7 separate regions of the Mus musculus genome follow, and regions 1, 2, 3, 5, 6 and 7 are each linked to region 4. A link is a contact called in public Hi-C, HiChIP or PLAC-seq and promoter capture Hi-C data. All regions are on one chromosome and are shown on one strand. Each heading gives the region's core, a stretch centred on a gene start, on an enhancer-like site or on the middle of the called end of the contact. The rest is flanking DNA. Distances are from core to core; before and after follow the strand shown. Region 1 holds the start of Cox8b (cytochrome c oxidase subunit 8B). Region 2 holds the start of Ifitm3 (interferon induced transmembrane protein 3). Region 3 has its middle 17 kb from the start of Olfr541. Region 4 holds the start of Echs1 (enoyl Coenzyme A hydratase, short chain, 1, mitochondrial). Region 5 holds the start of Ifitm2 (interferon induced transmembrane protein 2). Region 6 has its middle 21 kb from the start of Ifitm6. Region 7 holds the start of Pwwp2b (PWWP domain containing 2B).

Region 1 (2,752 bases), core at 139-2,638, 780 kb after region 4:
ACGACTATGGCTGAGATCCCCACAGCCTGCTCCTGTGGAAAGAAAGCAAACATGAGTCCACTGGCCACTAGAAGGTTTAGGCCTGGCCATGGGCCAGGGTAACTTCCCTGTTCTTAGACTCCTGGGGCAGGAGCATCCCTCCAGCTGGGGATTACTCCCTTGCTCTTCCTCTCTGTTGGCAGCCATAGTCCCCATTTGCCTTCGGCTTCTCTAGGCAGGCTTGTGAGCAGGCAGGCTCTGCTGTGTCCGAGCTTGGCAGCCTGGAGCCCTTAGCAGGGAGAATGACCTCAGAAATCAGGAGAAACAGCCTTGGGCTTCAGAGCCCAAGATCCTGCCTAGCTGAAGCAGCTCCCAGTAAGGCAGAGGTTCACTCAGCTCCTGTCGGGTCTTAGGTTCCAGGGTGCTATGCAGAACAGCTAAGGTTTCCATTGTTATAAACAAACACTGGGCCTTTCTCAGAAACCAGTCCCATTCAGAAGCCAACCGGGTAAGGTCAGACGCCTGCCTTGTGTGTCTCGTGAGCAGTGGTGACCCCCATCAGGCGCTCTGTCTTCTCAGTAGCTTTAGGTAGAGAAGCAGATTCTGAGGTATCAACTGCACGGACACCCCGAGTTCCCTCTAAATAGGGCCTGCGCCCAGGTCTTCCTAACGCTGTCAGTACTTCATTCGGAAACCAGTCCTTCCTGTTGACCTCAGTCCTGAGTTCAAGCAAATTTGGCATAGAATGGGGATCTTAGTCTGGGCTGAGTAGCTCTGTGTGTGACCGCAGGACCTGGGTGTTTTATATATGTGAGGTAGACACACTTTATATGTCCAGTTTTATCAGGTTTGCTACTATTTTAGTTCCCCCTCAGAGCAGCCCACCTTTCCCCTTAATAGTGGAATAAAAACATCCTGATAGGAGTCCTGTATCCTACTTGAACTCTGCCCCCTAGTTCTGTCACTGTCGACCTTGGCCAGAGGTATGAGAGGCCCGAGGACAGTCCCCACCCCACCATTTGTAGCCCCTGAGAGCCTGGCCCACAGGCAGTGGTGCCAGAGCCCTCTTCTGGCACCCAGACACGGTCTTGCATAAAACCCTGATACCTAGCACCACGTCCTCCCCTCTCCTTTATCACTTTAATCTTCCCTGTTGCCCTGAAGCCCAGGGAATGCCGCCTCAGAAGTTACTTACCACGGCGGAAGTGGGAGTTTTGGCTGGCTTGGCAGAGACATGGGCTTTGGGAACCACTGTGAACTTCGCAGGCGCTTGGAGCAGCCGCAGGATAGGGGGGAGCCTTGGCATGATTCTCGGGGTCGCACTCCTTCCTTGGCCCCAAAGAGGCACCCTGAATGTCCGCTGCACGTCCTCTGACCACTTAGGTAGCCAGCTGGGGCTTTTTATAGCTGGGGTGGAGAGCTGCAGCTGTCTCCTGTCACAAGACTTGGCAGAAAGGTGGCTGCTGGTAACTGGGAGAGAGCCAGTCTGTCCTGTGAGCCTGCTGTGAGCCCCTCAACGTGTAGGGCCCTTCCATACAAGATTTACTTCTTTGCAGAGAGAGACTTCAATGGGACAAACCCAGGAAAGTCAGACTTTAAAATGCAAGAGATGTGGTATACTTTAAAAAAATAAACCTTAACTCTTGGGGTATCAACCAAACAATACATACAGAGCCTGCATTGAAGTCCTGCGACCTGGTTGCTGCAAAGGAACAGAAGTAGAGTGTAGACCAGGCACGTTCTGAGTGTCAGCTGTGGGCAGGAACTATGTCTGGGGTCAGACCCTTGTCCCCAGTCAAGGCACCAGGCTGGGTGAGCCCCAGCACCCAGGCCTCTACAGATAGTGTGCTGTCCGTTTCTCCCCAGACTTGTGTTAGTGCTGTGTTATCCTGCTCCCTGGAAGACTGTCACCCTGCAGACCCCACTCTCCCTCCCATGGGCCCCTCTCCTCTGTCCCCAGGCAGCTGTCCTCTTATCCCAGCTGATTCCTACCAAACGCAAAGGGCAGTTTCCCCGCACTGTCAGCCTTGCTCAGTTGCTGGGTGTCCTTCTGTCTCATTCAGTCTCTTCCTGACCTCGGGTCAGCCTCAGGCTCTTGGGTCTCCATCTGGTCTTTCCAGACCTCCTGGCTCAGACCTCCTGGCCCTGGACCGCCTGTGCTTTAGCACTGCCTGCTTCTCAGTCACCTGAGACCGACTGTGATCGGGACAGACTAACCACCAAAGGCTCTGCCCACCTCAGGGCCAAGTTCTGTCCTTCTCCAGCAGCAGTCTCTTATTTGCTCTGGAATTTATACTCCACTTCCAACACACCAGTAGCACCACAGCCCAGAGATTTGCTCCCTGTCTTCCCAAACTTTAACCTCAAACACTTCTACTTTGGATTCTACACATTGCCTCAGACAATTCTTGTAAAGCAGCCTACATAACTGCCTATGATCTGCCTCCTCCCACGGGCTGCATGCACTGTCTCCCCACAGCCTCCGAGGCCTGACTGGCATCCATAACACTGTCAGCACACAACTAGCGCTTTTTACTGGTCACCCCCTTCTATTCTCTCATATCTGTTCAGGTCACAAATGGCGTCTGAAGTGTATCTTGCTCCGCCATGTGCTCCCTTGACTAGTGGAGAAGGTTTGTGAGGGGTAGGACCTCCACGTTCTCCGCTGAGTCTTTAGGACTTAGAGCAGTTTCTGGTTTAGCAGGATGTTCATCGAGGTAGGCAGTCAGGATGTATGGATGATAAGTGCGTGGGTAGTCAGTTGGGCAAGAAG
Region 2 (2,801 bases), core at 144-2,643, 890 kb after region 4:
ACGGACCCAGACCTGGTCCTCCACTTCTGAACTGGACTGGGTGCCCTGGAAATGTGGGGCCAGGGCCAGTTGAAGCTTGAGTTCTCCCTGCCTGAAGCAGCCAAATACCATCCAGGACTTTGGCCAGCAAATGTCCACAACAGCAGGCCAGAGACTACTGCCAAATTGAGGATAACCTACATGTCCACCTCAGAGCAAGGAAGATAGAGGGGTGGGAGGAATAAAAGCAGTCATAGGATGGTGGTTATCAAGTGCACTTTATTGAATCCACTGTGGATAGATAAATGAGTGTTACACCTGCGTGTAGGGAGGGGCAAGGAGGGACGCAGCTGCGGAGGGTGAAGCACTTCAGGACCGGAAGTCGGAATCCTCTATTAAGTGTGAAGGTTTTGAGCGTTAAGAACAATGATGATGACACTAACAATGGTGATAACAACCATCAGGATGCTGAGGACCAAGGTGCTGATGTTCAGGCACTTAGCAGTGGAGGCGTAGGCCTGGGCTCCAGTCACATCACCCACCATCTTCCGATCCCTAGACTGGAGCAGAACAGATAGACACGGTCAGTGGCCCTGGAGCTGATAGGCAGATGCTCTGACAGTTTTCCTGACGTACTCCCTGTGGACTGCATCTCCCCATCTTAGGTCAGGAACATTTTACATCCTCTGATCATCCAGGAGGCCCTAGCACTTGTTGTTCACCCCACTGTAGGCTATTGTTCCCCATGAATCTCCTGAACATTTTCCACACAGGCTAGAATCCCAGTCTGTTGAGTGAAGGTGCTATAGGCATCTCTGCATTGGAAGAGTCTGACTCCAGAATCCCCAGGCAGCCTCACCCTGTGTCTGCCCCCAGAGAGCCTTTAAGCCTACACGTGTACACACACACACACACACACACACACACACACACCACAGAAGAATGAACACAAACTTATTTTAAACAAAGGACCCCACACTCATACCTCGGTGCCATCTGGGTAGATGGAGCTTCAGGTTCACACACACCTTTTTACACCATCACTCCCCCCATTCTAGCACACTCACCTTCACGGAGTAGGCATAGGCTATGAAGCCCAGGCAGCAGAAGTTCATGAAGAGTGTATTGAACAGGGACCAGACCACATGGTCAGGCACCGACACCTCTCTGGGCATGTTGATCACAGTAGTTCTGACAGAAGCCGATCCGTGCGGTGCCCCCATCTCAGCCACCTCATATTCTTCCTTGATTCTTTCGTAGTTTGGGGGCTGTCCTCCACTGGCAGCGGTGATGAAGGCTTGAGAAGTGTGGTTCATGGTGCGGAGCAAAGGCAGCACTGAAGGGCAAAGGATGGAGCGCGCTGCGGGTCTGCCCTTTCTGCGGCAGTTTCGGTTTCTCAGAAGTTTCCTTTTCCTGAATTTTGGCTTGATGAAACTGCTCTGGGTTCAGAGGGGCGGGGATCTAAAAAGCCTGCGGATCAAATTACTCCAGGGCAGGATGTCAGGAAGGATTGTGAATCAGGGGAACTTCCAGGCCAGGAGCCCAAGTCAGGACTTGTCCCAAGGCCCAAACCTCAGTGTTTAAGAGTGAGGGGTCCTGGAGTCAACCAAGCTCACGCTCACAGCTGCAGAACCTCACTGTTCCTTATCAAGGTCCCAGCCAGGCCCCAAAGAACCCTCTATTCTTTATTCAGCAATAAAGAGTGCCCAGAGAGCCTCTCACTATGAACGCCAGTTCTCCTGGCTTCATAGACAGGTGGGATGAACGGTACTTCTTGTGTTTTAAAGAGGAGAGAGAAGGAATATCTTCGGTGGCTATGCAGTCATATGTTGGGGGAGGGGGGGCCTCTGCAGGCCCACGCTGAAGCGTCCCTTCCCTTTGAGGGACCAGCCACACGGTGGTATCGCATAGAACAGAGTTTATTCTCTATTCATGGGGAGGGGGTTGAGAGGGTAGTAGAGACAGAGAAAGGCAGAGAGAGAGAGAGAGAACAGAGAAGTAGAGGCTGGCCATGAGCACTCGGAGGGAGTGGGGAATGAGGAGGGGGAAGCAGGTGCAGGAAGGTTAGAGAGTAAGGGGGGGAGCAGCCCCTTTTAGTGTGAGTCAGGCACACCCAGCTGTTGCCAGATAACTGTGGGGCAGAGCCTAGACAAAATGCTAACACGCCTCTGTGTCTCTCTCCTTGCAGAGCCCTAGTGCCCTAAGTGTGATCAACCACTGGACTTTGGTATTAGAACTAAATGATCTTCGGTCACTTGGCTCTGACCTCATGGTCCTGGGCTGGCCTGTTGGTGCTACAGCCACTCTTTTTCCCTCCTGCCCTAACAAAATTTATTAGTGCTAGTGGCATGGTCACCGAGAGGACCTTCGTCCTACCAGAGACGCTTTCTCAAACGCTTGGTGGGGTGAGGGCTGTGACCAGGAAAGCTACTCCTGATCATACTGAAGGACTCAGTGATAACAGGGACATCTGGCCTGGCTTCTCTTGTTAGGACTTGCATCCACTTTCTATCTTGGTGGCACTGGAAGGACCAGGCTACTACAGAGATCTCCTTCAAGGTGCCCTGCAGCACCCACCCTTCCTAGTGCCCTGAGTCTTGGGAGCTGGGGCTGCTCTAGTTTCTAGGTTCCACTCATTTCATTATCTTTCTTGAGTTCTTCACAGAGACATCAGCACCTCCTACAGACTCCCTTCTTTGCAGTCCTATTAGCTGGTGCTGGTTTAGTCAACATCTCTGAAAAAGTCTGCCTCTGGGAAGCTAGGTAGAGTGGTTTCCATGGGCGTACCTACCTCACAGAGGCCTCCTTCCAGGCCTCAGTCA
Region 3 (2,700 bases), core at 46-2,545, 600 kb after region 4:
ATATAAAACCCACAGAAAAGGCTCTGGGAAGTGGTGATGCCATGAGCCATAGGCTTGTTGAGTCAAGAATGGTTACCAGGCACAAAGGCAGAAAAGCCATAGAGTACTTTGGGGTTCACGGGCCTGTGACAGAGAGGAGGGCTCCCTGAGATAACATATTTGAGATACATCATGGTAATGATAGAATCAACCAGGAAGACTGATGGATCACAGAAAGTAAGGCTTATAAAAGACCCGAGTTTATGAAGAGAGATGTGGGCAAGAATAGACCATACAGAAGTATCAGAGTTTATGAAGAGAGATGTGAGCAACCAGAGAGCACACAGAAGTACCAGAGTGTGGGTTCCCAAACCAGATGAGCACTGCCCATACCCTGGAGAGCTCTCAGAAAACATGGTGGGAGTAGGGCTGATCTCTACCCAAATCAGGCTTGTGCCTGCTCAACTCCATAAAGACAAAGACCAAGTAATGATAAAGCCAGTTCAATCTTTGTTTCCCCTGCCAGAGAACTGGCTTCTCAGAAATCATGTAACCAGCAGTCTGCTAATATAGCTGTTATGCTTGGAAGGTCCCTGCCCCTGCTGAAATACTTCCTCCCTTTTCCTTTCTCCTCTCTCTCCTGAGTCTAGCTCTATCATATAGCCTCTCTATTTCAATAAAGGAGCTGTTCTCTGACAGTCTCCTTGTTATCTATACCCACCATACTCTCCGCTGCCTTAGACCCTGATCCAATATGTGACAGTCATTTGGGGGTGGGGGGCACACATCGGAGAAAGGATAGTGAGTGAGATCCCAGGAGACAAGGTTATACAGAGTCTACAAGAGACATCTCAGCATGTCTTTCCAAGAGGTGCCGGTGGTTATGAGAATGTTTGCTCTGAGGGTGAAGGGTACAAATTCATCTTCACAACATCACCAGAGTACAACTTGGGAGGAGCAGATCACAGAGTAGACAGGCTCTGAATAAATAATGCTCTACTACACGATGGCGAGAACCTAAATCTAAACAATGAAAGTTTCAAAGGTAGAAACTGAAAAAAATAAATAAATGAAGGAAATTGGGTTTAGAAAATAAATAGAAGGGGTGGGTGATGGATAGACAAGCTGCCAAGAGAGAAACACGCTCACTCCACCCCCTTATGTCAACAGACTAAGTTTTAAGGTGGTAAAGTATGAAAAACGGACATTGAAGTTTTGGACTATGACCTTGTCTCCGAGGCTTGTAGACACAGGAATAGATCCAGAGCTGTTCAGTGCTAATGTCGAGTGCCAACCAGACAATAGTGACTGGGCTCATGTTGCAACGGTTCTCAGAACAGCTGAGTTGGTGAATGCTCCTGCTTGGCTGTATCCTGTCTTTCTACGCCATAGCATTCCCAGACAATGCAGCAAACATCATTCTGGAGTCCAGCACTGGGCTCCACAGAACCATGTACTTTTTTCCTGTGCAACCTGGCCACCATGGATATTGTCTGTACCTCATCGGTGCTTCCCAAGGCCCTAGTTAGCCTAGTGTCTGAGGAAAACACCATCTCCTTCAAGGAGTGCATGGCCCAGCTCTTCTTCCTTGTCCAGTCTGCATCCTCTGAGCTGCTGCTGCTCATGGTCAATGCTATGACTACGATGTGGCCATCTGCTGTCCCTGCACTGTAATTTTAGGATAAGCCCACAGCTGTGGGAACTAAGCCATGGGTATGTGGTCCATATGAGCACTAAATGCATCTGTGCACACTGGTCTGATAATGTGGCTGCAAACAGCGTCATGATTCTCATGGCCAAAGACTTCTATGGAGGTATCAACTTCTTGCTGACCCTACAGTCCTGTGGCTGCAACTCAACCTCACACTACCCAGTAGCCTGTGCAGTGCTTATCCATGCTCTGTGCTTGTGTCAGCACCCCTTTAAACGACATCCTGGAAAGTAGCAGTGTCTTCAGTGCTGTACACAGTCCTGAGCCCTACCTTGAACCTGCCCATCTATACACTGGGAAATAAGACCCTACAAGCCATGGGAGACGTGTGCAACTTTTTAAGCTGCAGATGGAAATGCACAAGCTGCCCTTCAGGCTTATGCTCCTCTCACACTTGCCTTACTGAGAGTAGCTCCATGGAGTACAGAGGCAGCTGTCATAATAAAGAAAAGAGCCTTCAGTCATAGGTGATGGCACTGTATTGTCGGCCCTGCTGTGTTATTTTGGTTGGGCCTCAGGGGTCTGTGGGTCATCAATAAATGTCTCATTTTCAGAACCACCACCTCAGGCTCCTGACGTGCTCTTCTCCCATCTAGGTTAATATTCCAGGGCAACACCGCCACAGAGCTTGGCTTCTCTCAGCCTTTGCTTAGTTACCACTACTCCTTTTTATTGTCCCAATGGTCAATATCACTCTTTCCCAATTACTCACGCTGTTAGTGGATGAGCTAACTTTTCTCGTTGCTTTGATAAACTAACAGGAGCAACATAACAAAGGTTTGGGGTTTGGCTCACCATGGCAGAAAACACGTGATGGCAGAAGTGCCACATAGACACATGGCATCCACATTAGAGAGCAATGAGTGTTCATACTCAGTTCACTTTCTTCTCTTATACAGTCTGGGTCTCTAGACCATGGAATAGTGATGCCCCATAGTTAGGGCAGGTCTTCCCACCTTAACTACTGTAATCTAGATAATCTTTCACTGACTACCAAGAATCTTGTCTCT
Region 4 (2,760 bases), core at 233-2,732:
CTCAAGAAGAACGAAGACCAAAGTGTGGACACTTTGCCCCTTCTTAGAATTGGGAACAAAACACCCATGGAAGGAGTTACAGAGACAAAGTTTGGAGCTGAGACAAAAGGATGGACCATCTAGAGACTGCTATATCCGGGGATCCATCCCATAATCAGCTTCCAAACGCTGACCCCATTGCATACACTAGCATGATTTTGCTGAAAGGACCCAGATATGGCTGTCTCTTGTGAGACTATGCCGGGGCCTAGCGAACACAGAAGTGGATGCTCACAGTCAGCTATTGGATGGATCACAGGGCCCCCAATGGAGGAGCTAGAGAAAATACCCAAGGAGCTAAAGGTGCAACCCTATAGGTAGAACAACATTATGAGCTAACCAGTACCCCGGAGCTCTTGACTCTAGCCGCATATGTATCAAAAGATGGCCTAGTCGGCCATCAACAGAAAGAGGCCCATTGGACTTGCAAACTTTATATGCCCCAGTACAGGGGAACGCCAGGGCCAAAAAGTGGGAGTGGGTGGGTAGGGGAGTGGTGGGGAGGGTATGGGGAACTTTTGGGATAGCATTGGAAATGTAAATGAGGAAAATACTAAATAAAAAATATTAAAAAAAAATTCACAGTGGAGTACTAGAAGTCTGTAGAGGAGTTGAGCCAAGGAGTGGGAAGGGAGGAACTATTCAGCTGGCTAGGAAGGAAAGTGGGTGTGTCGGTATGGGCTACGCTGATTGGGTGGCTTGAAGGACACGATCAGGAGAGACTGTGGAAACAGCAGAGACTAGACAGGAGGCACTATGGACAAACCTTTCCCAATACCCAGGCTGTCTTACTTAACCTACTTTCACATTCTCTTAAAGCTACCTAAACACATGGGATTTCACAACCAACATGCATGTTCCCAGCTGACACTCATAAAAGTTCGAGCGTTGAGAAGCTATTACACCCAGAGCCCTCCCACTAGACATGGCTTCGAGGTGCTAGGATCTGGCTGGGCTTGTAAGGTGAGACTAAGGTCAGACTGAGGAGCGGGGAACGGGGTAAGGAATTGGGAAGGGGTCAGTCGAGCGCTGGAGTTGGAGGCTCAGAAGGAAGATCACCAAGCTAGAGTCAGTGGTCACTTGCAGGAAATCTGGGTTTAGTGTGGGGATGCGTACTCGAATCCAGGGTCCAGGTACTTCAGAGTCAAGTGTTGGGAGTGCATGCTTGTGGAAGTAGGGGGTCAGACAAAAGATCTAGAGTTAGGAGAGAAGGGCCAGGATCAAGTGAGGATGCGTGCAGGCCGGGGTTTAGGGACCACCCAGAGGTTATGGGTGGAGAAACCACCCAACGTGGGTGGGGTGACGCACCCCGCCGGTGTCCGCACTCACCCGAGGCGAAGCGCCGTAGTTCTGGGCAGCGGACTGAGGACAACAGTGAGCTACAGGCTCTGGGCAGCAGAGCACGCAGGGCCGCCATGGCGGAGAGACGATGTGTTCCGCCCACAGAATCGCCCCGCCTGCAGAATCGCTCCGCCCCAGATCCCAGGCGGGATGAAGACGGAAGCTTAAGGGGTGGACCCGTGACCTGAGCGGGCTGGTACAGAGGGCGGGGTGGGGCAGCGTGGGGTGCTGGGCTGCGGTTCTTGGAGTAGTCTGTTAATTGCATCACTTTGGTGGTGTGCCCTTGGCGGGTGCCCGGTTTACGAAGCCAGACTGGGAGACATGGCTGTGCCCTTTCCCCTGTGATGGCCGTATGCTTTCGTTCTTGACCAGGGGAAAAACTACGGGAAGACGCGATCACAGATACAGTAATAAAGCATAAAGCGGTAAAGTGCAAGACGGTTTTGTTTAGCTTTGTGTGAGGGTCTTACTTCATAGCCCTGGTTGGCTGGAACCCTCCTTATGGGCCAGGCTGTTTCTCAATCTCACAGAGATCCATTTGCCTCTGCCTTCCAAATGCTTGGATTAAAGGCATGAGCCATTATACCCTGCTCCAGAGGTATTCTTTACATGACAACTGACTAGCTTCATAACACCAGGTTAGAAATAGCTGTGATTTTACAAGATGAGAAGATTTCACATAAATTTAAAAGAAAGCCAATGTTTTGTTCACGTAAATTATCTTGAATTATAACTTAAAAATATTTAGCAAGTATTATCAGGCCTTCATTTGTATTCTTGCCCTGGTCCTGCAAACCCTAGGATAGAGATAAAGGACAGAATCTCCAGACAAAAGCAAGCTTGATACTGTTATGCCGGGAAGTTTGTGAACCCCAAAAGTCCACCAAGGAGCCTTTTCGATGTAATAGTATTAGGGTCTCTATTACAGGCTCAGGCTTGGGCCCTCTCCTCCAACTCAACCCTGACACAGCAGGACAGGAAGGGAAGGCAGAGAAGCCTTGAACTCTCATCTGGACAGGGCTTTACAAGAAATGGAAGGTAAGAGAGGGGGTGTCCATCTTGGAAAGTATCTAACTGAAGGTCTATTGTAAGCCGACTGTATTCAGTCACAAAGGGTCTGAAAGTGCATCTGAAACAATCAGGCTAGTCTTTGTTTTACTGTTGTTAGGAAGTAGCTACAGAGTAACGCTGGCCAAGGACAAGCCATGGGGTCTTTCCTGGTACGTGGGTACAACCTGGGTTCTTCTGTAGGTCAAGTTCTCAGGCTTTTTTTTTTTTTTTCTTTTAGATAGAGGCTGGTCCCAAGATGGAGTAGGTTTGGATTCTCAATACTTTAAAGAAAACAATCCAAACCAGAATAGAACAGTCAGCAAACTTTAT
Region 5 (2,700 bases), core at 135-2,634, 840 kb after region 4:
AGGACTCCGGGTGTCTTTCACTCCTAGGCCGGAGCCTCCTTTGCCCAAAGTTCTGCACCCTTCCTGGGACCCCCGGGAGCACGGCCTCAGCGTTAGATGATCCTCGGATCCCCTCTGCCTGGATCAGGCAAAAACCCACAGGTCGGCTGCTGCCCATATCTGGAGACCAGAAGCCTGACAAGTTAACGACACTTGCTCTCCTCAGACAAAAAGGATGCAAGGTGAGCTCGGTACAGAACCAGAGAACAGTGAGTCACAGCCAGAGTTGCCACCCCGTGCACTTTATTGAATCCACTGTGGACAGATAGGTGAAGGTAACATTTGCATACGCGTAGGGTAAAGGGTCGAGGCTTGAGCCTGGGGGCGGGGCAGGGGCGGGGCAGATGTGGACCGTGGAGCACAGGGCAGCTAGAATCCAGAATGGGGTGTTCTTTGTGCAAAAGACTGAAAGACTACCACAGAGGTGGTAGAGAAAATAATGATGCAGATAATGACCATAAGGATGCTGAAGATCAGGGAGCTGATATTCAGGCACTTGGCAGTGGAGGCGTAGGCCTGGGCTCCAACCACATCGCCCACCATCTTCCTGTCCCTAGACTGAAGGAAATTAGATGTAAGGAGCCCTGGAGCTGGCCAGCTGAGAGCCAGGTGCTCTGGCTCCATTTCCCCAACTGCTCCCTGCCCACTGTCTCACTCCCTCCAGCCGGGAAACCCTCCCCTCTTTTCACACACACACAAACACAAACTATACAGTAAGCTCCAGCATTCGCTGCATACCTCACTTTCCACACAGATTAGGGCCCCAGTCTAAAGGGTGAAGGGGTGGGGAAAGTCTGGCCCCAGAATCCCCAGGCAGTTTCATCCTGTGACTATCAGAAAGTCTCCAACACCAGAGACAGACAGTGCGCGCGCGCGCGCGCGCGCACGCACGCACGCACACACACACACACACACACAAATAGGAAGGGTGCACACACACTTTCTTACAGAAAGGACCCCACACTCACACCTCGGTGCTATCTGAGTAGATGGCGCTTCAGGCTCACACACACCTTCTTACACCATTCCCTCCCACCCCCTCTAGCACACTCACCTTCACAGAGTAGGCATAGGCAACGAAGCCCAGGCAGCAGGCGTTGAAGAAGAGTGTATTGAACAGGGACCAGACCACATGGTCAGGCACCGACACCTCTCTGGGCATGTTGATCACGGTGGTCCTCACAACAGCTGAGTTGCTGGGTTCCCCCAGCTCAGTCACCCCGTACTCCTCTTTGATTGTCTCATAGCTTGGAGGAAGCCCGGCATTGGTGGACAAGAAGGCTTGAGAATTGTGGCTCATGGTACTGACTCTGGAACAATCGCCCCGTCTGGAGGATGGCTGCTGCTATCCTGGTTCTGTAGACCCGCCCTTTCTCTAGCAATTTCCTTTTCCTGTTGGTGGGTTAGTCTCCAGAGGGCCTTACTGTGGGGAATTGGCTGGATACTGAAGTGGGCGGTACTTAGGCCTTGAGTATCAAATTACTTCAGGACTAGTTGACTGTTGAGGTACCTCTGTATAAACTTCCAGGGATCTAGACTTGTCCCAGGGCTAAAACTTGTCTGAAGGTCTCCACCTCCTGCTTACAGTAGGCATACTAGAACTTCTCCCCAGATCTAGTCTCCCCAGCCCCCTGCTCTCACACCCCTGGTACATCCCTAAACCTGGCCTCACAGTGAGGGCCTCCTCTAAAAAACCCCAAGCACACACACCCCTAAACTAATCTGTTGCAGGTGGGGGCTGGGGAGATCTGCAACTCAATGTTTCTTTGGCTGTCAGTTGGGGAAGGAGGAGCCTTCCAGCACAGGGCCTGGATGCTCCTGGCTAGCTAGGGAAGGAAAATTCCAGTCACTTGGCTGCAGCCGGGGAGCTTATGGAAGGCAGATGTTTTCCTACCAGTTGCGAAACAGCCATTGCTAAAATGAAGCCTGTAGGAGTACGGCTACACAGGGAACTCCGAGTCTTTCCCGGCAGAAGCAGTGAGGGAACTGAGCGTCCTAGAAACAAGGGAAGTTCCCTGGTGGTGAAGGACACAAATCGTTTGACACTTGAACCCATTCAGTAACCTCACACCCCCACCCCCAGCACCCAAATTTCATCCCACAGGGCAGAATGGAGCAAGGAGGAGATCAGTGAGTCTAACTACAGAGCCCTTGTTCGCCTCTACTTGTACAACCATCACCATCGATCAGAGCCTCAAAAGCTGGAGCAGGTCACATGTCTGTAATCCCAGCACTTGGGAAAGGTCAGCAGGAGAATCAGTTCAAGGTCCAGCCTGGGCTACATGACAGCTTGTCTTAAATAAATGAATAAAAAGTAGTAAGTAAAAATTTTAAAAAAATGAACGAAAGGGGAACTCAACATTTCTTCTAGAAGAGGCACAATGGGTAACAGGCTCCACATTCTTGCTCATTAGCAAAATGCAGATCAAAGCCCCAGCAGCACACTGCTCATACCCATTAGGAAGCACTGTAGTTTAGAAGCAAAGAAACCACACCACTGATGCTGCAGGCTTTGCAGGCAGTGGGCAGATCGAAGCTACAACCCAGAATCCCACTTCTCGTGTGTAAGAGAATGAACACATGTCTATACGTATCCTGTATGCCTGTATCTCATGTCTACAGCAGCATTCGTAACGACAGGCAACAGACAGAGGTTAGATG
Region 6 (2,700 bases), core at 200-2,699, 920 kb after region 4:
GTCAGGAGGTGCCAGGCATGGAGTCTTGAGAAATAAACCCATAAGAGCAATTTTCAGTCCTCAGGGGGCCTGAGGCAGCCTTTGCACCAGGTAGCATGATAAGCATCGAGCTGTTTCCTAGTTGTGTTCCTTTGTGCCTCAGTCTTACAATATGGGCATGCTCTCCTCCTGAGCTCTGCAAAGGGAAGGTCCTGATCTCTTACTCTTTTTCCATTGTGCCACACCATCCTGACTCCTTCAGTGCCTGCTCCTGCATATGGCAGAGGGGATCAAGCCAGTCTAACTTCTCAGGATCTGCTTCTCATGGGGCAGACCAGACCTCGCCATTCATGCTGTAAGTCATGTGCCCAGGGAATCAATCATGGGCACTGCCCTATACTTACTAACTGTACTCCTGCCCTCAGCTGCCAAGGCCTCGGGCTCTGGGTCTGGGCCCATTGTTTTCCTCTCCCATTGTGTGCTTTCATCCTTGGGACCAGGTGTATCCAGGAGTTTCTGGCACCATCTTTCAGTTAGTCAATCTTTAACTTCTCTCTTCTGGGTGCAAACAGAGGGGCACAATAGGGGTTCCGAGTCATCACTCTGTGTGGCTCCACTGTGGCGGAGACTTCTTCCCAACAATGATTTGGTTTAGAGAGACTGCCGTTGTACACACTTACATTTTCTACCACAGCTCACACAAAATACCCCAAAGGAGAAAAGCGCAAGGAAACTCCCATAATGCATAGTGAGAATCGTCAAAGATGAAAGTCGAGGATGGTGGAGAACTGTGGTCTGTGATGTCCATGTGCTGGACCTTTGTCAAGTAGCAGTGGCCTCTGTGAGACCCATGCCACCTACCTCACAAACCAAGTGTGAATTTCTTGCATTAGGAGATCTCTTTAACTTCTTCCATATATGGATCCCCAACTTCTCCCTCACTGCACAGCCTCTTTACGAAGCCACTAAGGGAGCCCTGGAAGAGCCACTCTTGTCTCCCAAACCCTTCTTTGTTCCATAAACCTACTTAAGTCCGGTTTTTCACCTGCCTCTTCCATATCTACACAAGCCCTTCTGTCTTTACATACTAACCAAGGACAAACCTTTACTATACTCTGCCAATGGCAGGGGGCGGGGCGGGGGACGACGACACACAAATTGCTCTACAGCCTATATGTAGCAGCCAAACTTCTACACATGGTGACCGAAGGCTGGCCACCTTGCCTCTGGAACTTTGACTGCAACTGTACCACTTACCACTGAGACAAAGAAAATCTGGCTTCACGGCCCCGTCCTCGTTCTCAGTACAGACTTACTCAAAGCTCTCATCAGTCACCATGCTTTCTAAGGCATCCCTATCTAGGGTACGACTTCTCCATGCTTACTTATTAAATCCCAACCTTGTGCATTGTAACCTCCCCGCCTCAGCCTGAAACCTGGCTGCTCAGGTTTCACTGTTATCGGGAAGAGAGCATGTGGTGGAGCCTGCCGCCCTATCATTCTGCCACTCCCACTGCTGCTGCCTGCTGCCTAGCTGTTCCGGAGCCAAACACGTGGTCACCTGCAACTGGACTCGTAGGATGATTTGGCAGGAATGGGCCCCTTCCCCTTCTTCATAACCCAGTGTCTGGAATAGTAAAATCGAACCTTGATCAGACGGTTGTCTTGGTTCCATCTATCTCGCGCCGCCTAGCCCCCTCTTCTCTTCCAGATTCCAAGATGCCTTCCAGACTAGAACCCAGACACGTGGGCCGCTGGCCGGCCGCAACAGTACATGAACAGTGCATCATCCCTCATCCCCACAACACTCCTCCCTACGAACTCTACATCCTCAAATCTCCTTCAACATTGCTCATATCTTAGATTATCCCCTGCAAAAGGCCCCAGACTGGTAACTCCCTAGAACAAGCTCCTTACAGAGTATGATATGCTGTACTTCAAAGGGACCCACCCTCCCCCCTCCCCCCCTCCCCCCCTCCCCCCCCCACCCGCAAGCCTACAGACCAGAAGCCACATCCTCATACCCACACAACTTCCCAATAGCAGAACGAATTGTTCTTACGTGGGTTCTTGAAAGCACACTTGTTTCCAACCTTACAGCCAACATATACACTGACTCCCAATATATCTATAATATATAATACATTCTCTCCAATATCTTAATCTTGAAAGAAAGGAGTTTCCTAACCAGGAAGGGAACTTACCACAACCGAGAATCTCCTGAGAAACAAGACTCTGAGCACAAGGCTGTTCAGGTTCTGTGAAAGTCAATGAAGGGGTTAGCTAAACTGGTTGATGTTGGAACGACCCACTGTCAGCAGTACTCTTCCCTGAGCTAGAGATTCTGGACTGTCTAGAACCAAGAATGTGAGCTGGGCACTGGCTTGCTTACATTTGTTATTCTCTTCTACTGACTGTGGACATAATGTGACCAGATTGTTTCAAGCTCTGGGTGCCTTGACTTCCCCATTGTGAAGGACTGTAGCCTGGGACTGTGAACCAAGATGAACCCTTTTGTCCTTGAGTTGTTTCTGTCGGGATATTTTATCACAGACAAAATTTAGCGCTGGGTAGTAACTTTTTCTTCGCCATATGTCTTACTTAGGGTACTACTACAACGAAGAAACACCATGACCACAGCAATTCTTATAAACAAAGACATTTAACTGTGGCTGGTTCACAGCTCAGGGGTTTGGTCCATTATCACCTTGGCAGGAAGCA
Region 7 (2,753 bases), core at 224-2,723, 870 kb before region 4:
TGGGTTGAGCGAGTGGGCAGCCTCCCACCAGCCCTCCACCTGGAACTGAGCTGGGAATGGTTCCTGTAGCCAGCGTTTTTTTTTTTTTTTTTCCTCCAAAATCTGCAGCACCCAGCTCTGGAGAGAAGGAGTGAGGAAAACAGACGTTTGTGGGAGGGGGACTGCCCCTCAGCTGGACTCCGCCCAGACTTTCTCATCTGCTCTAGTGTAGCCTTAAGGCAAGGTAAAGTGGCGCCAGGGCGGCCTCGGCTGTCCTTGGCGGCGTCAGTGGTAGCAGCCCTGAAGCAAGTCCCAGCAGGGCAAGAACTCCACTCCCCAGCTGAAAAGGACATGGGCCTGGTAGATCCGTGGTCAGTACCTCTCTGCCCTTTTGGTGCCTCCAATGCAGGGTCATGGCGATGCAAGTCAGCCTTAGGGGCCCGATTCACAGACGCCATTGGTCATTGCAACGTGACAGACCCTTGGAGGCAGTCAGTTATGGATTCCGAATCCGGATTCAGAGTGCAAGTGCTTGCGGAAACCGGAGGAGGTCTAGGGTGGCGGTCAGCCGTCCGCCGGGCGCCGCCACCTCCCACTCATGGCCAGGCTGCCCTCGCGGGCCCGGTTGCACACGCCCGGGGAGCCTGGCTCTTGCTCATGGGAGGTGGCTCTTCATACTGTACACTAAGCGAGGAGTGCTGCAGCGAGTAGTCCCAGGAGACGCAAGAGCTCTGGATAGAATAATCCTGCCAACACTAGTGCTGGCCAGCCCCGCGCCCTGCGAGGTTCTCAAACAGACCGGAGCACTATAGTCTCCTAGGAGGCGCCGAGCACACCTGGGTAGCCCAGTGCCAGGTAGCCCTGTAGTGAGGGTGACACTAGGCCTCTTGTAAGGGCCCCATTGGTGTCCCTCGGCACCCGGAGTCTCCTCTGCCAGGCCTGATTCGCTTCAAATACACGTGTCCACAGACTTTTTCAAGTACCAAGTGGACACAGGAGTCGTGCGTAGAAGACGCTGCCGGGGTCCTCTAGCACAAACTGGTAGACAGGGGACCCCCAGACTACATGGGGGAAGGGCCCCAGGCTGCGCCGGGCTCAGGGAGTGGCCCCGGGACAGGATCAGGAAGGAGGTGGGGCCCGGGGTGGAACCCAGAGAAGCAGAGTGGGGGAAGGGCCTGGACCCGGGGAGTGTCCCCGCTACCCCTCGGTTCCTGGCAAGGCCTCCTAGGGGGCATTCCAAGCCTGCGTGGCGTCAAGATTAACGAACCCTTCTCCCCGCCCGGTGGGGCCCCCGCAATGCGTTGCAAGCCCAGCTTTGAGAGCCGGCTGTGGGCGCACGCTGCGGGCGGACCGCCCCACGCCCTCCGGCTCCTGGGAGCGCAGCCCGCGGCCGCGCGCCCCAGCCTAGCTCCGCGGTGGCGGCCGGCACACAGAGCTTTGTGACGTCAGGCGGCGTCACGCGGGGCTGACCCGGCGGCGGCGGCGGCGGCGGCGGTGGCGGGCGGGGGCGGCCTCCGGAGGCGGCGGGAGCATGGAGCCGCGGGCCGGCTGCCGGTTGCCGGTGCGGGTGGAACAGGTCGTCAACGGCGCGCTGGTGGTCACCGTGAGCTGTGGCGAGCGCAGCTTCGCCGGAATCCTGCTGGATTGCACGAAAAAGTGAGCGGGGCAGGGTCGCGGGCCCGGGACTCCTCGGAATCTCCCGGGACACTCCTCCACCGATTCAAGGTTCCAATGCAGGCTCCGAGAGGAGCAGCAAAGCCCGGCGTCCGCTTTCAGTTTCTGCTGGGCCGGGGTTTCGAGGCGCGCCAGCTGGCCGCCGGTCTGGGTGCGAAAGTGGCTCTCTCCCAAAGTCGCGGTGACTTTCGGGGCAGGAGAGCGTGCGGCCCCGCAGAGGGGCTGCGGTGCCGGCCGGGACGCACGGGAAGCCTTGCCTGAAACTCCGCACATCTGCCATAATTAACGCACTTTTCTTTGTTCAGACGCACTGTTGAATTCGACTGTTTGTAGAATCGTGATTCGTTTAAGGGGGTCAGTTAAGCTATGGCCTCACCTGTCACAAGAGGGGGGAAGCCCAAGGCTTATAGGAGTGGCTGGTGGAGACCAGCTGCGAGACTGCGGGGTGTAGAAACACTGCTGTGGGCGAGGCGCCTTGCGGGGGAGTGGAAGATACAAGTTCCAGGGCCAGTGCCTCTACTGGAGGGGCGCATTGGGCTTGGCTCCTGAGACCACCTGTATACCCTTTGCAGGGGCTTCTGCAGCGCAGAACAGCCACCTGAACCCAGAATCACATGGCACTGCGCTGTCACTGCCTGATAAATGATTAGGCATTAATCAGGCTGTGACTCTTCTGCTCCAGCCAGGCTTCATTCTGGAATTAGGAACAGAAAAGGGCTCTGCTTTCAAAGACCCAACTTTTTCCCTTCCTAAAGCCCGGATTTCCCTGGGTTCCCACCACAGAGCAGAGCCCTTCCTCCTTCGACAGTTACCCTGCTGACATTATGTCTTCATTAGATGTGCCAGAAGCCATTTATGCACAAGTCATGTGACTTAACATATGGCCTCCCGTGTGACTGGTGCCCCTCTCTTGTTGGTTAGTACAGGGAGTGCCTATAATGGGGTGACATTCAGGGGCTGCAGAATAGCCACCTGAAAGCTTCCAAGGCAAGCCATCCCCCACCCTGCTGATGGCTGCCCTCTCCTCCCTAGGCAGGTCTGGCTGCACCCCTGCTCAACCTGTGCAGCCTGCTCTGGCCTCTCCCTAGAGAGTCTGCAGC

What was found. Promoter capture Hi-C pulls out the DNA fragments that hold promoters and counts their contacts. A called contact is a pair of places that touch in the nucleus more often than the background predicts. HiChIP or PLAC-seq counts read pairs in DNA pulled down with a chosen protein or histone mark.
Region 1: a contact with region 4 is called in an H3K27ac HiChIP or PLAC-seq map of hepatocytes, with 6 times the contacts expected there. The contact joins the promoter of Cox8b here to the promoter of Echs1 in region 4. A contact is called at or near these places in 13 of 39 promoter capture datasets (the 3T3-L1 cell line, the C10 cell line, the HPC-7 cell line and 10 more), 2 of 484 Hi-C or Micro-C datasets (group 2 innate lymphoid cells and liver), 14 of 115 datasets of contacts at active chromatin or transcription factors (the NIH/3T3 cell line, bone marrow-derived macrophages, craniofacial prominence and 7 more) and 2 of 9 other capture datasets (macrophages and pancreatic islet).
Region 2: a contact with region 4 is called in a promoter capture Hi-C map of liver, with 6 times the contacts expected there. The contact joins the promoter of Ifitm3 here to the promoter of Echs1 in region 4. A contact is called at or near these places in 16 of 39 promoter capture datasets (the 3T3-L1 cell line, 3T3-L1-derived adipocytes, the C10 cell line and 9 more) and 8 of 115 datasets of contacts at active chromatin or transcription factors (bone marrow-derived macrophages, embryonic forebrain, embryonic stem cells and 4 more).
Region 3: a contact with region 4 is called in a Hi-C map of liver, with 2.7 times the contacts expected there. The contact joins the enhancer-like site here to the promoter of Echs1 in region 4. A contact is called at or near these places in 1 of 39 promoter capture datasets (cranial neural crest), 1 of 484 Hi-C or Micro-C datasets (liver), 2 of 115 datasets of contacts at active chromatin or transcription factors (bone marrow-derived macrophages and hepatocytes) and 1 of 9 other capture datasets (adipose tissue).
Region 5: a promoter capture Hi-C map of hippocampal neurons shows a contact between it and region 4, with 4 times the contacts expected there. The contact joins the promoter of Ifitm2 here to the promoter of Echs1 in region 4. A contact is called at or near these places in 19 of 39 promoter capture datasets (the 3T3-L1 cell line, 3T3-L1-derived adipocytes, the C10 cell line and 13 more), 2 of 484 Hi-C or Micro-C datasets (B cells and the HPC-7 cell line), 19 of 115 datasets of contacts at active chromatin or transcription factors (T-cell acute lymphoblastic leukemia, astrocytes, bone marrow-derived macrophages and 10 more) and 3 of 9 other capture datasets (liver, macrophages and pancreatic islet).
Region 6: a contact with region 4 is called in an H3K27ac HiChIP or PLAC-seq map of embryonic stem cells, with 5 times the contacts expected there. The contact joins the enhancer-like site here to the promoter of Echs1 in region 4. A contact is called at or near these places in 6 of 39 promoter capture datasets (cranial neural crest, embryonic stem cells, frontonasal cranial neural crest and 3 more), 1 of 15 datasets of contacts at CTCF or cohesin (the NIH/3T3 cell line) and 12 of 115 datasets of contacts at active chromatin or transcription factors (T-cell acute lymphoblastic leukemia, astrocytes, bone marrow-derived macrophages and 6 more).
Region 7: an HNF4G HiChIP or PLAC-seq map of pancreatic cancer cells shows a contact between it and region 4. The contact joins the promoter of Pwwp2b here to the promoter of Echs1 in region 4. A contact is called at or near these places in 1 of 39 promoter capture datasets (pre-B cells) and 2 of 115 datasets of contacts at active chromatin or transcription factors (microglia and pancreatic cancer cells).

Annotation. Positions count from the first base shown.
Region 1 is chr7:140,899,058-140,901,809 of GRCm38.p6, forward strand. It overlaps Cox8b (cytochrome c oxidase subunit 8B), which reads right to left and starts at 1,389. Exons shown (of 2, transcript NM_007751.3): 1 at 1,175-1,389; 2 at 1-32. The coding sequence starts at 1,285.
Region 2 is chr7:141,009,351-141,012,151 of GRCm38.p6, forward strand. Ifitm3 (interferon induced transmembrane protein 3) reads right to left here and starts at 1,394. Exons shown (of 2, transcript NM_025378.2): 1 at 1,047-1,394; 2 at 240-539. The coding sequence starts at 1,295. The coding sequence ends at 375.
Region 3 is chr7:140,720,081-140,722,780 of GRCm38.p6, forward strand. It overlaps the pseudogene Olfr542-ps1. Among named protein-coding and RNA genes, the nearest start is that of Olfr541, 17 kb to the left of the region's middle. Within about 2 kb of position 1,296, at least 5 of the 459 cell types and tissues checked have an H3K27ac peak or open chromatin away from gene starts, as enhancers often do. A contact at or near this core is called in adipose tissue, hepatocytes and liver, where this site is marked.
Region 4 is chr7:140,114,939-140,117,698 of GRCm38.p6, forward strand. It overlaps Echs1 (enoyl Coenzyme A hydratase, short chain, 1, mitochondrial), which reads right to left and starts at 1,483. Exons shown (of 8, transcript NM_053119.3): 1 at 1,369-1,483. The coding sequence starts at 1,456. It also overlaps a transcript of Paox not described here.
Region 5 is chr7:140,954,577-140,957,276 of GRCm38.p6, forward strand. It overlaps Ifitm2 (interferon induced transmembrane protein 2), which reads right to left and starts at 1,385. Exons shown (of 2, transcript NM_030694.1): 1 at 1,094-1,385; 2 at 263-597. The coding sequence starts at 1,339. The coding sequence ends at 409.
Region 6 is chr7:141,036,807-141,039,506 of GRCm38.p6, forward strand. No RefSeq gene overlaps it. Among named protein-coding and RNA genes, the nearest start is that of Ifitm6, 21 kb to the left of the region's middle. Within about 2 kb of position 1,450, at least 29 of the 459 cell types and tissues checked have an H3K27ac peak or open chromatin away from gene starts, as enhancers often do. A contact at or near this core is called in differentiating embryonic stem cells, embryonic stem cells and extraembryonic endoderm stem cells, where this site is marked.
Region 7 is chr7:139,247,009-139,249,761 of GRCm38.p6, forward strand. Pwwp2b (PWWP domain containing 2B) reads left to right here and starts at 1,474. Exons shown (of 3, transcript NM_001098636.1): 1 at 1,474-1,635. The coding sequence starts at 1,511.